Linked DNA regions of Mus musculus: all the other regions are linked to region 1. Evidence: chromatin contacts called from public promoter capture Hi-C data. All regions are on one chromosome and are shown on one strand. Each heading gives the region's core, a stretch centred on a gene start, on an enhancer-like site or on the middle of the called end of the contact. The rest is flanking DNA. Distances are from core to core; before and after follow the strand shown.

What was found. Promoter capture Hi-C pulls out the DNA fragments that hold promoters and counts their contacts.
Region 2: a contact with region 1 is called in a promoter capture Hi-C map of embryonic stem cells, with 3 times the contacts expected there. The contact joins the enhancer-like site here to the promoter of Prlhr in region 1. A contact is called at or near these places in 3 of 39 promoter capture datasets (embryonic stem cells and hippocampal neurons) and 2 of 115 datasets of contacts at active chromatin or transcription factors (astrocytes and embryonic stem cells).
Region 3: a contact with region 1 is called in a promoter capture Hi-C map of second pharyngeal arch cranial neural crest, with 4 times the contacts expected there. The contact joins the enhancer-like site here to the promoter of Prlhr in region 1. A contact is called at or near these places in 6 of 39 promoter capture datasets (embryonic stem cells, hippocampal neurons, liver and 3 more) and 1 of 115 datasets of contacts at active chromatin or transcription factors (astrocytes).

Annotation. Positions count from the first base shown.
Region 1 is chr19:60,466,033-60,470,695 of GRCm38.p6, forward strand. Prlhr (prolactin releasing hormone receptor) reads right to left here and starts at 2,272. Exons shown (of 1, transcript NM_201615.2): 1 at 701-2,272. The coding sequence starts at 2,094. The coding sequence ends at 982.
Region 2 is chr19:59,583,507-59,588,169 of GRCm38.p6, forward strand. No RefSeq gene overlaps it. Among named protein-coding and RNA genes, the nearest start is that of Gm19956, 69 kb to the right of the region's middle. Within about 2 kb of position 2,540, at least 22 of the 459 cell types and tissues checked have an H3K27ac peak or open chromatin away from gene starts, as enhancers often do. A contact at or near this core is called in embryonic stem cells, where this site is marked.
Region 3 is chr19:59,634,661-59,639,323 of GRCm38.p6, forward strand. No RefSeq gene overlaps it. Among named protein-coding and RNA genes, the nearest start is that of Gm19956, 18 kb to the right of the region's middle. Within about 2 kb of position 1,896, at least 3 of the 459 cell types and tissues checked have an H3K27ac peak or open chromatin away from gene starts, as enhancers often do. A contact at or near this core is called in second pharyngeal arch cranial neural crest, where this site is marked.

The sequences.
Region 1 (4,663 bases), core at 1,022-3,521:
ACTGAGCATTTCTTTCTGGTGGTAAACACTGCTTGTGTGTGTGTGCACACACACATATGATGTCTGTCCTCATGGACAGGTACATGTGTCCTTAAGAGAACCACATCTTCCCATTTGCCTGTCTCTATAGTGATTGATTCCTCTCATGTAGCCCAGGCTGGTCTCAGATTCCCTATGTAGCCCAGGATGATCATGAACTGATCCCTTTTCCTCCATTTCTTGGGTCATGGGCTCACAGACATGCACACCCTGTTGTGCAAGACTTGAACCCAGGGCTAGGTGAGCTGTCTACTTACTGACCTGCTTCCTTTATCCTTTCAATATGGTAGCTGAGGAGTTGGAAAGAAGACAAGAATAACACCTCCTGAAATGTAACCTGAAACTGGATTTGTTCTATAAATCCAAATGATTTTAAAATGAAAATCTTTTTGGAACATAAAGATCTTACTCAGGAAATGTTAAAAACCTGGATATTGATTTGGGATCATAGTATGATCTGAAATCAAAGTGAATCCAAGGCTCAGGTAGACAAAACAGTCATTATATCTCAGCTGGGGCCTTTTAAAAAGGTAAAGTGAAAATCTTCACCAACTCCAACACCACATTTAAATTCCACCCACAGTGTACGCAAAGAAAAAAAGAAAGAAAGAAAGAAAGAAAGAAAGAAAGAAAGAAAGAAAGAAAGAAAGAAAGAAAGAGAGAAAGAAAGACCTGCTACTGATTTATTTTTCTGAACCCAGAAAAATAGCTGTTTTGCTTTCAGGGGTAGACCTGATAAATCTGCTTCTCTCTCTCTCCCCAGGCTCTTCTGCTCCAAAGCCCACCTAACATTTCACAGAAACACAAAAACCAGACAAATCAAAAGGGCTGGGTGGGAATTCGCATGTGTTGGCTTAACTTTGGTGCTGGGAATAAGATCTCACGACGACCTCTGGGGCTAAGGGATATGAATTTCCCCAGCTCGGACCTGGCAGAGCGACATCAGATGACCACGCTGACAGTCATGTTCTGGCCATGAGGCACAATCTTGCGGGGCCAGGACAGCAGCATCTTGCGCAGCTCCTCTCGAAAGCTGTCGTGCAGCCATGCATAGATGAAGGGGTTGTAGCAGGCGGAGCTCATAGCAAGCCAGTGGCAGAGTAGCTGCACCAGCCCGAAGGCGTAGGGGTCGATGGCACGCGGGTCCAGGTCTCGCAATAGGTTGAAAATGTGCAGCGGCAGCCAGCAGACCGCGAACACTACCACCACCACCACCAGCAGACAGAAAGTGCGGCGGCGACGCGCTCGGTCCCAGTCAGCTTGACTCTGGGTCACGCTGCCAGGCACCACGCGGTTCCTCAGCTTCACTGACACCCGTACGTAAGACAGGAGGATGGCCAGCAGGGGGAGCAAATAGGTGCCCAGAAGCAGCCCCCAGGCGTAGATCTGGCGTTGGCGCTCCTGCGAGCCCCAGAACTCCTCGCAGAGGCTCACGTCGTGGGGCTTGAGCTCCACATGGTAGGTGTGCACCGCGGCCGGCAGCGCCAGCACTGCAGATAGAGCCCAGATGCCCAGCACCGCGTAGGCGCTGAGCCTCAGTGAAATGCGCCGACGTAGCGGGTGCACCAGAACCACATAGCGGTCCAAGGCGATTGTGGTGAGTGTGAACACCGATACATAGACGGTGACCGGCTGCAGGAAGAAAACCAGATGACACAGGCCTCCACCGAACACCCAGCCCCGAGGTTCAAAGGCATAAGCTAGCGTGAGAGGCACACAGGCGGCACACATGAGCACGTCGGACAAGGCCAGGTTGCCAATGAGGAAGTTGGTCACGTTGTGCAGCCGGCGCACGCGCGCGATCACCAGCACAAGCAGGCAGTTGCCCACCAGACCCACGACCACCACGATGCTGTACAGCATCACGATCAACCCCTTCAGCTGGTGCACCAGCTGCAGGCTCTGGAACGGCGTGACTGCTGCAGCTCGGGGAACCGTTGCAGACAGGTTGCCCTCCGAGGCCTCTGCGCTCTGGTTGGCTGGAGTCGAGCTAGCTGGCAACAGCCCAGAAGACAAATCGGGGTCTCCAGTGGTCTCAGTGGACAGTGAGGTCATGGCTACCTGTTCAAAGGTAATCAAAGTTGTCACTTTCCATCTTCCCTCGTGTACCTTTTCCCACCACCCAACTCCTCTCTTGGACACAAGACCCAGAACATCAAGCGCAATGAATGTTGTCCTTCCAGTTCTATAAAAATAAGCCTAACACAGGTTCTTTAAACAGCTCCTATTCGTGGATAGCTCTCGCGGTCCCCGGAAGGCAGACCGGGGAGCTGGCCCTACCTGTGAGCAGGCTTGGCTGGCGGGAAAAGGCTCTCAAAGGCGGGAGCAGACCGCCTGCTGTTCCTCAGGGGTCCTCAGCCAACAATGGACGCTCGCTCGGGTTGCTCTCTTCTACTAACGGATTCAGTAGTTCCCAGTGGGTCAGCAGCTTGTGAGGGGTCTGGGAGCTCCTCCCCTCCACCTCTTCCTGACTTCAGCTCTCCCTTCAATGGAAGATGGGGGCGGAGCTTACTGCCCAACTCTGTGCTTAAGAGGAGCAGCATGTGTAGTAGGAATAAGCAAGAAAGGGGGTGGGGCCAGGAACCTGGGCCCCACGCTCCAGGGTGATCTCCACTTCGGAAGTGTGCAGTGCCCCTGGAGAAGCTGTTCCAGAGGGGCGTGTCCCAGGGGATGACAGAGGAGGTGCGGGAAGCGCCAATTTGTGATGTCCACCAGGTGTAGTCTCCAAAGGCTGAGAGGATTTGGAAATAGGGAAATGTAGATAAACTAGGGAGTGAAGGGAAGTCCTCACAGGACAGCTCCAGATCCTGCAGAGCTCCAACTGCAGCTGACAGAGTCGCTAGAGTTTGGGGTCTAGCAGAGCTTTGTTATGCTGCACCTGTCGCTGGTCAGGGATTTTAGGGCTCTAGCACTCCAGTGTATCCTTTGAGCCTTTTGCAGGTGTGGTGGCCAGAGTTTCCTCTCAAAGGGAAAAAATCAGCACCACGGGCAGCTCCCCAGTGCTGTGTGGGTACGGCGCAAGGGGGCTCGCGACAATCGAAATTACTGCAGCTCTGTGGATCTGAGGCTTGCTCCCTGGAGCAAAAAAAAAAAAAGAAGTGCAGGATGGAGATTGAAGGGTGACTTTGGCTCCGATATGGATCATCACCAGGGACCGTGCCATCATTTACCTCCCTAGCTCAGAAAAACGCAGCCATCAGGCCAGTTTGTGCTCTATAAATTCACCCCAATATCTGAACCCTGCCACTCTTTGCTCATTTCTCTTTGTCGCTACAGCAACCCAAGGCGCCACCTGTCCTAGCAGAGATTGTTGAGTTCCTGACTTTCTTGTCCTCCTAGAATAAAAGCCCTTCCTATGTCGGTTTAGATATTTTTTTCTTTTTTACGTACTAGCGGTTGCAGGGTTTCAGAAAGAATAACAAAGGTGACATTTGAAAAGGTTAAGTTTCATAAGATCTTTAGTAGCATGAAGTTGTCACTGAAATATAAGTTAAGCTGCACAGTGAGAGGTCTGTCAGGAAAGGGGCTTTGTAACCACCCTGTTCAGAAGCCAGGGCTTCTGAAGGAGGCTGAGTTTCAATGTCTAGTCCTCTCTGGTAAGCCCTACTTTAGCCTCTGGGGCTTCAGATATCTCAGTTCTACTAGAAAGCTTTAACAAGTCATTCCACTCTTGAAATTCCAGTGAGTCACTCACACAAGAAGAAAAGTCAGTTATAGCACAAAAGCTACCCATTATTGTGCTATTTCCACTCTACACCCACACTCTCTGAGCGATAATACATGTAGCAGAAACCAGTATGAAAGTCAGAGTGGTAAGTAGTTCACGTGTGTACTGGGGCACTTTCCAGAGAAGGTAATTTACCACTTGCCAAATAAATCTGGTAAAGGACTATAAACACTGGCAAAGCTAATAAGTAACGTGGCTGGGATTTCTATCCAGATCTGCCTTACTTCAGAGAAAACCTCTGTGTGTATGTGTGTGTATGTGTGTGTGTGTGTGTGTGTGTGTGTGTGTGTGTGTGTGTGTATGTGTGTGTGTGTGCATGTGTATGTCTGTGTTTGTGTGTATGCATGTGTGTGGGCATGTGTCTCTGTGTGTGTGGTGAGTGTGTGTGTATGCATATATGTGCATGTGTATGTCTGTGTATGTGTGTATACATGTGTGTGGGCATGTGTCTCTGTGTGTGTATCTGTGTGTGTGTCAGTGTGTGTCTGTGTGGTAAGTGTGTGTGTATGTTTGTATGCATGTGTGTGCATATGTGTATCTGTATTATGTGTGTGGGCATATGTCTCTGTGTATGTGTGTGTCTGTGTGTCTCTGTGCGTGCGTGCGTGTGTGCGTGTGTGTGTGTGTGTGTGTGTGTGTGTGTACATGTGGACCTCTGGTATCATTCTTCAAAAGCTGTTGTTATTGTTGTTTTGATACTAGTACTCTCACAGGGATCTAGGGATCACTAATTAGCCTAGATAGACCAGTCATTGGGCCTCAAAGGATCTGCCTGTCTCCATCTGAGGTTACAAGTGCACACTACCATGACAGGCTTTTTACAGGAGCCTAGGGATTGAACACAGGTCCTCATACTTGTGTATCAATCACCTCAGCAACCTCCCCAGACCCCAACTG
Region 2 (4,663 bases), core at 1,290-3,789, 880 kb before region 1:
CGTTTTATCTACCTGAGGACCTCAGCCCACCGAGCGGTGTCATCTACACTTAGGGAGGGTCTTCCTGTTCTGTTAAATGTTTCTGGAAACATCACAGACATACCCAGAGGTGTGTCCCCATGGTGGCTGCATATCCTGCCAAGCTGACACTCATAATTAGCCATCCCATCAAGTGACAGGGGTGAAGATTAGATCAGAAGTTTGGCTCTGAAGTCTGGGGCAGGGGCTTGCCTGTCCCAAATTAGGTGTGGATACAAGGAGTAGGCTGAGGAGGATGTGTATTGCACACAGATTGAGGAGTCCATGGGCACCCAGGGGCCATCTATGATCTGTGTATCTATGTATCTATTTATCTATCATCTATTATGTGTGTATGTATGTGTCATTTATCTATCATCCATGTAGGTATGTATGCATGTATTATCATTTATCTTTCATGTATGTTTGTATCTATCATCATCATCACCATTTATCATGCATTCACATCTATCATCACCTATGTATATATTCATGTATTATGTATCTATCATTTATATATCAGTGTATCTACCATCTATTAATCTATCAGTCTATCATCTATTAATCATCTATCTAACTGTGCATCTATCTATCTATCACCTATGTATCTATCATTTATCATTATTTCAGGCTGGTCTCAAATTCAGTATTTATCAGATTTGAACCTCTAATTTCCCTGCCTCTCCCTCCATATTAAAAGTGTGTGTCACCTTACTAGGTTTCCTGGCAGCATTTTAGAACTCAGCAGCTGAAAGTTCTGTTAGATCTTCAGGCTGGACAAAACCCACTTATTTTTCTTCTTGGCTGGGAAGTGAGAAAAACAGGTGTTAGTCTGTCTACAGAAGTTGTCTTCCAGCTGTGGTGGAAAGCCTCTTCATTGTGTTGGCCTTGCTGGAAGGAAGAGATTTCCCTGTGCCTAGGATTCAGACCCAGCAGAGATGCCCAGGGAGCCTAGAGGCCTTGAGGGCCAGGAGCTGAGCTGCAAATGTGGGTTGCCTGGCCTCCATCAGCACACACAGATGTATTAGGTGGGAACAACTCCCTGGAGTCCCTCCTTGTCATCTCCTGGCCACAGCAGATCAGAGGTGTGAGAGCAAAGTGCATACTTCACGGATTGCTCTCGGAGGATTGTTGGATTGGGCCTCAGCTGGGTGTGATGTGGAGAAGGGACTGGCATCAAGGTCGGAGTGGAGAGAAAGGTGAGCCCAGGCAGAGAAGTATGAAGGCCTGTGTTCTACCCTCTCTCCTCTCTCCCTGATGTCTGAGCAGAGCTCTGTCGGTACTGTGGACTGAGCTAGCATCTTGGGCCGCATCTGCCATGACTATGCCCCTGAGTTCCCAGGACATGCATCACAGCTTTGAGAGGCTCAGAAAGGACCTGACTCTTTGCTCATCATCCTCACAATAAGCTCAGATGGGCAGCCAGCCCAGAGGGGCTACAGGAAGTCTGCCTGGTGCATTGTGAAGTCTCGGAGGATCAATTCCAGGGGACTCAAGGCTGGGACGAGAAGGAAAAGGTGAAAGCACAGGCGATTCTCCCAGGTTTTCAAGCTAAAGAAAGTAGGGGGTCGGTAGACACATGCCCCAGGCCACCCAGGTCATTTAGAGGCCAGCAGGTAATCCCTTCTATCAGCAAGAACCTTTGTCACACTGGGTCACCTGAATCTGGTGTTGAGCTCTTTCTCTGACTGCATAGGCCCCAAATCGAATCCCTTGTGACGATTTCCCATGAGGCCACATTCTTTCACATCTTTAGGGCTCTGCTTGTGTCCTAGGCACCTGCCATTCTTCTTATCCAAGTTGTGTTCTGCCTGTGAGAAGCCTGGGTAGGCACCTGTTCCACCCAGTACAACCCATGTTCTCTTGCCCTGTGTCTCTATGTCAACATTTATGTTTTTTTATCTTGGGGCCCGTATCACCATTCACACCAGGACCACTTTTAGTTGACAGACCATCTCATATTTTGTTTGATGAACGATGGGTCCTCAGCGCTGCTCGCTGATTGACTGAGTTGAATGGAAGGCAGACTTTGACTATGAACTACATAATTAATTGATTGGCTGACTTGATCAACTCCAGGGGGCTTTTCCCCAAGATTTTCTCCCTGGTTTCTACATCAGACCCTCCCTTGTGCTCCTCTGAGCTGGAGACTGCTACACACTTGCTTTACCCCACCTGGGTACAACTTATAAGCTTTCATTTGGGCCTTTCTGAAATGTCTCTGAGGAAGCTCACTCTGGTCCCGGGGATGACTGAGCCATGGTGATCTGGCTCAGTAGTGACTTCAGAAGCTTGGCCTCATGTAAACATACAGGAAGCTCTGTCTGATGGAGGGAAAATTGTGATTCTGCCGCTCAAGCCCTGGGGTTAGAAGGTCAGAGCCAGCTGGCTTCTAGGACTTAATATGCCTGTGCTGGCAGGCCCCAGAGACAACTTCCTGGTCAGGACAGCTGCCTTCCACAAGCTTCACCTCTTTGCTCAAGGGAGACAGGAAGGAGTCCGGCCCTCCAGATTCCAAAGCTCGGAATGTGTCTCTTCTTGCATCTCCAGGAATTTCAGCCCTGAGGAATTTCATTGTCTTGCAGGATGCTCAGAGGGATGTGAGTTCCTAAACAGGGCTGCACTCCTCTTTAAAGAGACGCATGCCCCTATCCCCTCAGCAGGCCACACCCAGAGGAGAAAGACTAGGTGCTTTCTCCTCAACCTAGACCAAGGCCACCTTGGCTGTTCTACTCACACTTTCTCTCCCCACTGAGAGAAAGCCAGGCTAGTGAGAGCCCTCATTTACATTTCATTAAGAGGTGTTGGGCTGGGTGATAAAGAACAGATCTATTCTGTCCCTGGATCCAGAGTTTGGGGCACCACTCTGCAGTTATTCCCAGCAGCCCTCTCAGTTCACCTCCCTGCCTCTCACGGTGTAGCCTGAGCTACCAGAACCATATGTTAAAGGTTCTGCCCATTTCCAGTGGGCCTCCAGAAAGGGGATGGCACGAACTCTGCTTTCACATAAGAGAAATCCAGATCAGAGAGGTCAAGCGATTGCTATGACTACTCAGGTAGGATATGGCAGAGCTGGGCAGTAAGCCTAAGCTACCTTGCCTCCAGAGCACCCGCTCTCCCTTTATGTTGGAGCTCATCACCACCCACCTAGAGAAGGAGTTGCAAGTATGAAAGCTACTGGCACCGGCACCGGCACCGGCACCGGAGGAGCTCAGTGTAGACCAGTGACAGTAGAGGGAGGTTGCCCAGACACCCCACTCTCTGTTGCTCCGTGCTCTTGGAGAATGACACAGGATCCCTTAGCAGTTACTCTACTTGTTATGATGTAACTCATCATGTGACAGTTTCAGGGGGCCACACCTTCATTCTGCTCTCACCTGGGAACCCAGGAAGATGCCAGCATCTTTGCGTGGGAACTTGGAGAGCCCACATGAAGTCCCTATCAGGGAGAATGTCACCCTGAGAGCTCCCCATCCTGGCCTTCACAGGTGGAAGAATTTGGCGTTTTTGGATTCAGACATGGCCTGTGGCTTATGCCAAAGACAGGGAGCAGGAGCACGGAGGAAACAATCCTAGTTGTTTCCTAGAAATGTTGGGGACCAGCCTAGATCTAGAAAGGGGACAGTGTGGCTCATCTTCCTGTGCATCTTGGAAATCGCTGGAAAACTCCGGCTCAAAGTGATCCGTGCTTTATCACATCGCCACGTGTACAGTGCTTTTCAGCATTTCTCATGATGTGTTTTCAGGCTCAGATTGATGGAGGTGGGAGTCAGGCCCGGGGGTGGAAGAGACAAGGGTTTAGTAATGAGTTCGAAGTTTACAAAACACAGAAGCCAATATGGCTTCAATACGTGATGTGACCCTTTATAAGCCTGGAAACGACTCTTCAGAACTCTTTCTGGACTGACTTCAGAGTGGAGTGGCGCTGGGACACCACAGACTGACTTTGAGCAGTGGGTCGGTATTGCAGGAATTTTTTAATTTCCTGTAGCTCAGAACAGTTTTCTCCCAGGGCGCTTTCGGAGTTACTCTGCTCCGAGTTGACCACGTTGCTACTTCGGGAATGGCCCAGAGAGAAGGAAAACACCGTCCAGGAAGAACATTAATGGGATTCCCCTGGAAAATGACACCACCAAAAGTTTAGAAAAATATTTCCAGGGAAATGAGGGACCCGCTACTCAGAAGACAGAAACCAGTGACCTGACACCTCTGAGCTTTAAAAAGCAGAATAAAATGGAGTCACTTACACTTCCCAACTGAAAGGAATTTGGGAAAAGCAGATTATTATTAATTATTTTAATAGCTTCTTAATTAGCCCTTCAAACAAGTTTTTAAAAATCCCCAAAGGTGTCTAATTTGCATGACATGTTTTTACTTTTCTGTGCATTTCATTAACAGCCCCCTTAAAAAAAAAACCAACAAGTGAGACAGGGGAGCAATGATTTTACTAGATGGATTTGGAAAAGAACTCAAACTTCTTCAGAAGCCCATGTGTCTCGCTTCACCTCAGGGGTGTCTCATCTGTGTCACCCCAGGGTGCTCACAGGAGGTTATATGCTTTTCAGAATTCACCGAAGAGCTCCCTCAGAGTCACCATGACCCCGCAGAGCCTGACTGGCTCCAAGGGGCGGGGCGAGGCGGGGGT
Region 3 (4,663 bases), core at 646-3,145, 830 kb before region 1:
TCCAGGAAGTAAGGATGCCCTTCTCTAGGCTTGCACCCTACACACACACACACACACACACACACACACACACACACACACATACACACACACACACTAGTGTCTCTGTGTGGGAACTATCAGGAGGGTGACCAGAAAATACATTTGACTTTTTGCCCAGCAATCTAGAAAATAGCCTACATATAAGCATTCAAATATGGCCACCAGACACACATGGACACTGAGCTTATGGGATGTGGCTAATTTTAAAAAGTCTTTCTATTCAGAAATGAATCATTTGTGCAAGCTCACATGGGCAGTGGTATCCTATGTGGAAAAGGTAAGTTCTAGACAGTCCTCTACCGCCCACCATCAGCCTGAAACTTTTGAGAACCTTGGATGCAATGTGGGAGCCAGGTGCAGGGCTGCAGCTGAGTGGCAGGCCTCTTGACTCCTCTGCGTTGCTGTTTTGTTTTTCATTTTCATTTCCGAGCATCTGAGAAAAGAGGAAAACCCAGAACCCCAGGATACTCCAGGCAAACTCAGCTTCTCTGTCTCCTCGCCTGTTCAAAGTTACTTGAAGCTTCCAGTAAGGCCTTTTTCTTCATTCTTCCAGGTTCCAAAGAGAAACAGCCTAGTGGTCTCCCTGAGTACAAAGGCAAGAGCCCACGTCCTCCCTGTGTGGATAATGGCTTTGCAAATAAATGGTCCAATGTGAGCTTGGGTGACATTATGACAGCTCAAGCATCTGCATGTGTGCACATGCACATGTACACACACACACACACACACACACACACACACACACACACACACACACACACAAACCCTTTAGGAAAGAAGTTCTTGGAGAGCTGAGACGTGATGCCTTGGTGTGGAAAAGCTGACGGATTTGCTTTGGTTTTAATTGGGTTTTAAAAGATGACAAAGAAAAGCTGCCTCAGGGTCTGCTTTTGAAACTCATATAGGAATTTATTTCAGGACCTTCCCTGAGTATCCAGAGAATGCTGAGCAAGGACCGGATGGTGGCTTTTGCTTAGATACCCCCACCCCCATCCCCATCCCGACCCACCATTGCCTTTCAACTCCAGCAGCGTTACATGGTCCAAGCCAATCCCAGCCTTCTTGCACACACTGGATGAAAAAATGTCACCCTTTCTGCTGTCTCTAGTCTTTCAGTCTTTGGAGATGCTTAAAGCTGGCTGATACTGCAGGCTCCCGGAGCCCTGCAGAGCACGAATTTTTTTTTTTTTTTCTGGAGCCTTCCACAAGCTGACTGCAGTCGACGGGCAGTTCCTTCACGAGCTTTCTGCAGTGGCATGGGTGAGATTAGTTTCTGCTATCACTGTAATTTACAAGGCTCACATCACCATGTAACAACTTGGTGATTACATGGAAAATATCGTATAAATACACAGTAATTACAAGTTCATGCAGATTACTTGGGATATACATTTGAAGTTACCGAGTAGTTCAAAGATTAATTATCCTGTAACTGGCAGTATTTAAATCATTTTTCCCCCTCATATACGGATACATCGAGGTCGACTTCAAGGCGGCCTAGGACAGGAATGGCATGAGTATGATCTGAAAAGAAAAAATGAAATTTGACAGGCATGGATTATTTAAAGCATGCATATGGGAGCCGAACAGCCACTACACTTTGATGCAAATCGTAGGGGAAAGAGCAGAGGGATGGAGTGGAGGGAAAGGTGCTGACCAAAGTGAGGGCTTCCTGCCGGGAACTTGAAATTTAAACAAATAATCATTTAAATGGCAGCTCAGCATTACAGTTCCGAGCTTCGTGCATTAATGTCAACATCTGGTACCAACATTTTGACAATTCTATTAAAATGCCCCAGCATTCCCTATCTAACACCTGTTAGCTCTAATTTTCTTTCCTGAGTAGCACACCAGTAGACAGGGTAGATTCCAAACCATTTATCACTTTTAAAGTGCTTCCATATGCGTGCTGGACCCAGGCTGGCCCTAGGCAAACGTTTTTTCCGAATGCATTAAAATTCAAGACTTTTTTTTTTTTTTTTTTTTTTTTAGTGTAGACACCAATGTTTCATTGAATTCATGTCTGGTAATTATTAGCTTAAATTATGGCTCACACATGACAAAATGGACCATGAATTAAAAGGCGTGCACACACGAGTGCATGCACACATACGCACATATTCTTCAACCGATGCACCGGAGCTGTGCCTCGCACGTTATTAAGATGTCAGTCAGTAACCATTAGGCAAACATACTTCATGGAGGGCCCTGGTAAGAGGCTCCGGGGGTTCCCAAGAGACTATCTAAAAATGTCAAAAATGTTACAGTATAAATGAAGGACACCAACAAGACTACATATGCTTGAGATGTGAAGCTATTAGTTAATATATTACAAGTTTCAAACCTCTAAGCAAAACAGGTAACACAATTTTCATTTGACAAAGGGCTAAAGATAAGAAGGGACTGATTCCCAGACAATACAATCTCCCTGATTAGGAGAAGGCCTTCAGAGGGCTGGGAGGTCAGGGTGAGCCAAGAAGATTCTGGAGCTTGCAGACCGTGCTCTGCCTTGCCTGGAAATGATGGAAAAGTGAAGTCCAGATATAGCAGGGACCCTTCTCATAACGATGTCTGGCTGCTCCTTGCACTTTCATAAATAGAGGAGGTGTGATGGATCTAATGGCTGCTTTTTAAAGGGAAGAAGGTGCTTGCAAGAAAGAGGTGGTAAGGTTAGGGTTATTACATGAGTAGAGAAGATCACTCATTGCTTTTCTGAGGAGACAGTTGCTTTCAGCTTCTTGCCCAGCAATAAAACCCACATGGCAAAAATATTTTAAGTAACGACCACAACAAAACACACATAGAAAAAGGAAAGATTTAAAGCAAAACTCAAAACAAACAGACAAACAAACTCCTTGCGTGTACTTGGGATGAAGGCACAAACAGTTCCCTTGAAATACAAGGCGACATTGAGATGACCAGGGAACAGGGCATGGAAACCACCCCACCAAACTCTCAATATAAAAAGCTGTAGGCAGTTAAAATGTCCGCCCCTGTACACATGCACACCTACACGTTCACACTTCCTCTGTTTACTAAATAACATTTCAGCACAGTTTTCATCTTATAAGGAAAGTGTTTGAAACTCGGAATAAGTGCACTTAATTAAAGGAAGGCTGTGAAAATGTGCACTAATCTGATATGACTAATAGCAAGTGCATGAAATTGCTAATTAGAATTTCATTAAAGGTGCTGCTTTATCAGACTGTGAAAATCACAACCTTTAAAATTCTTTCAGGAGAGCTTAATTCCTTTTCAAACAGAAATATTCTTTAAAGACATTTGATTTGTTCTGAAGGAATACGTGGTTTCAGCTGGAACTAAAAATGTCTCCGATATTCCAGGAGGCGACATCAGAATAGGAATCTACATCAGGGACCCTGTTATCCCTGCTTGACGATGCTACTAGCTGCCCCCCCCCCCACGATTGTTCAAAAACCTGGTCTTAAAAACCCCAAGTAGGGTCAGTTTGTTCCACACGGAATGTGCATTCTGCAGAAACCAACATCTAGTCTCTCCTGGAAAATTAAGTAGAAAGTCACTAAAAGGATTAAAATTTAAATTTTTTCAGATACATTTTTGGGTGATTTGAATTTACACTTTATTTTATTTATCACTTTGGTTTTTAGAAGAAGCATTTAATTTTTTTGAGATTATAATATAATCACATTCATTTTTAAAAGTAAGAGACATTTGCAGTTGCAAAGTATTTTCTTCTTTGAAAGAGAAGGGTATTCTGTTTCTTTCATCATCAGTAGTAGTCTTTGCTCTTTTCTTTTTTTTGTAGAGAAAAATCAACCCCTTAAAACATAATAACATATCGATTATAAAATTGCACTTTTTAAGTTGGAAGATTCTGACTTCAGCAGACATGCGCTGTCTCACCCCTTCCCTGGCTTCATTGCACAGGGTTGTAGTTCCCATTTTAATTACTCTCTGCACTGGGTCCAAACTTCAGATTAATACGACTAATTAACTTTAGATTACCAGATTAATAAGAAATCCCTTGTTTTAATTTTCCTGGTTTTCTTTCCAGCCATTTATTTGCAGTTTTTAACTATAAAATCCACTCTGTGCTGCATCTTCCTGTGTGGTCAATGGCATTTTTGCTGCTTCCTATGTGGCCCTCTTAATTCTCACTGGTAGGAATAGGGTTTTTTGGAATACTCACACTTGATTGACTAGTGACATTTTTGTTACAAAAACAAACAAACAAACAAAACAAATAAATCAAACGAAAAGCTCATTAGCAATCATGTAAACCAGGGACCCTCAAAATACCATTTTGCTTTACTCTCATGCTGTTAAAATATCAGCCTTGCTGACTGCTCTGAACACCACACTTGACAGTGATGGTACGATTTCAGAATCAAATCTCCTATATACATTTCAGATCTTGACTTATAAGCTCATCAGTCATCCCCAGATGACTATCGTTTCTGAAAGGGGAGAAAATGAAATTAGAAGTAACTTTATTTGAGAAACTGATTTCCTTGGACACCTGAACAAATCTCAAGCGGACGAATGACAGTCTGGTCTGATTTTGAATTCAGCTAAAGGAATTTTCGTGGCATTTGGATAATTTATCACCAATGCTAGGCAGCAGGTAAAAGGACTATGT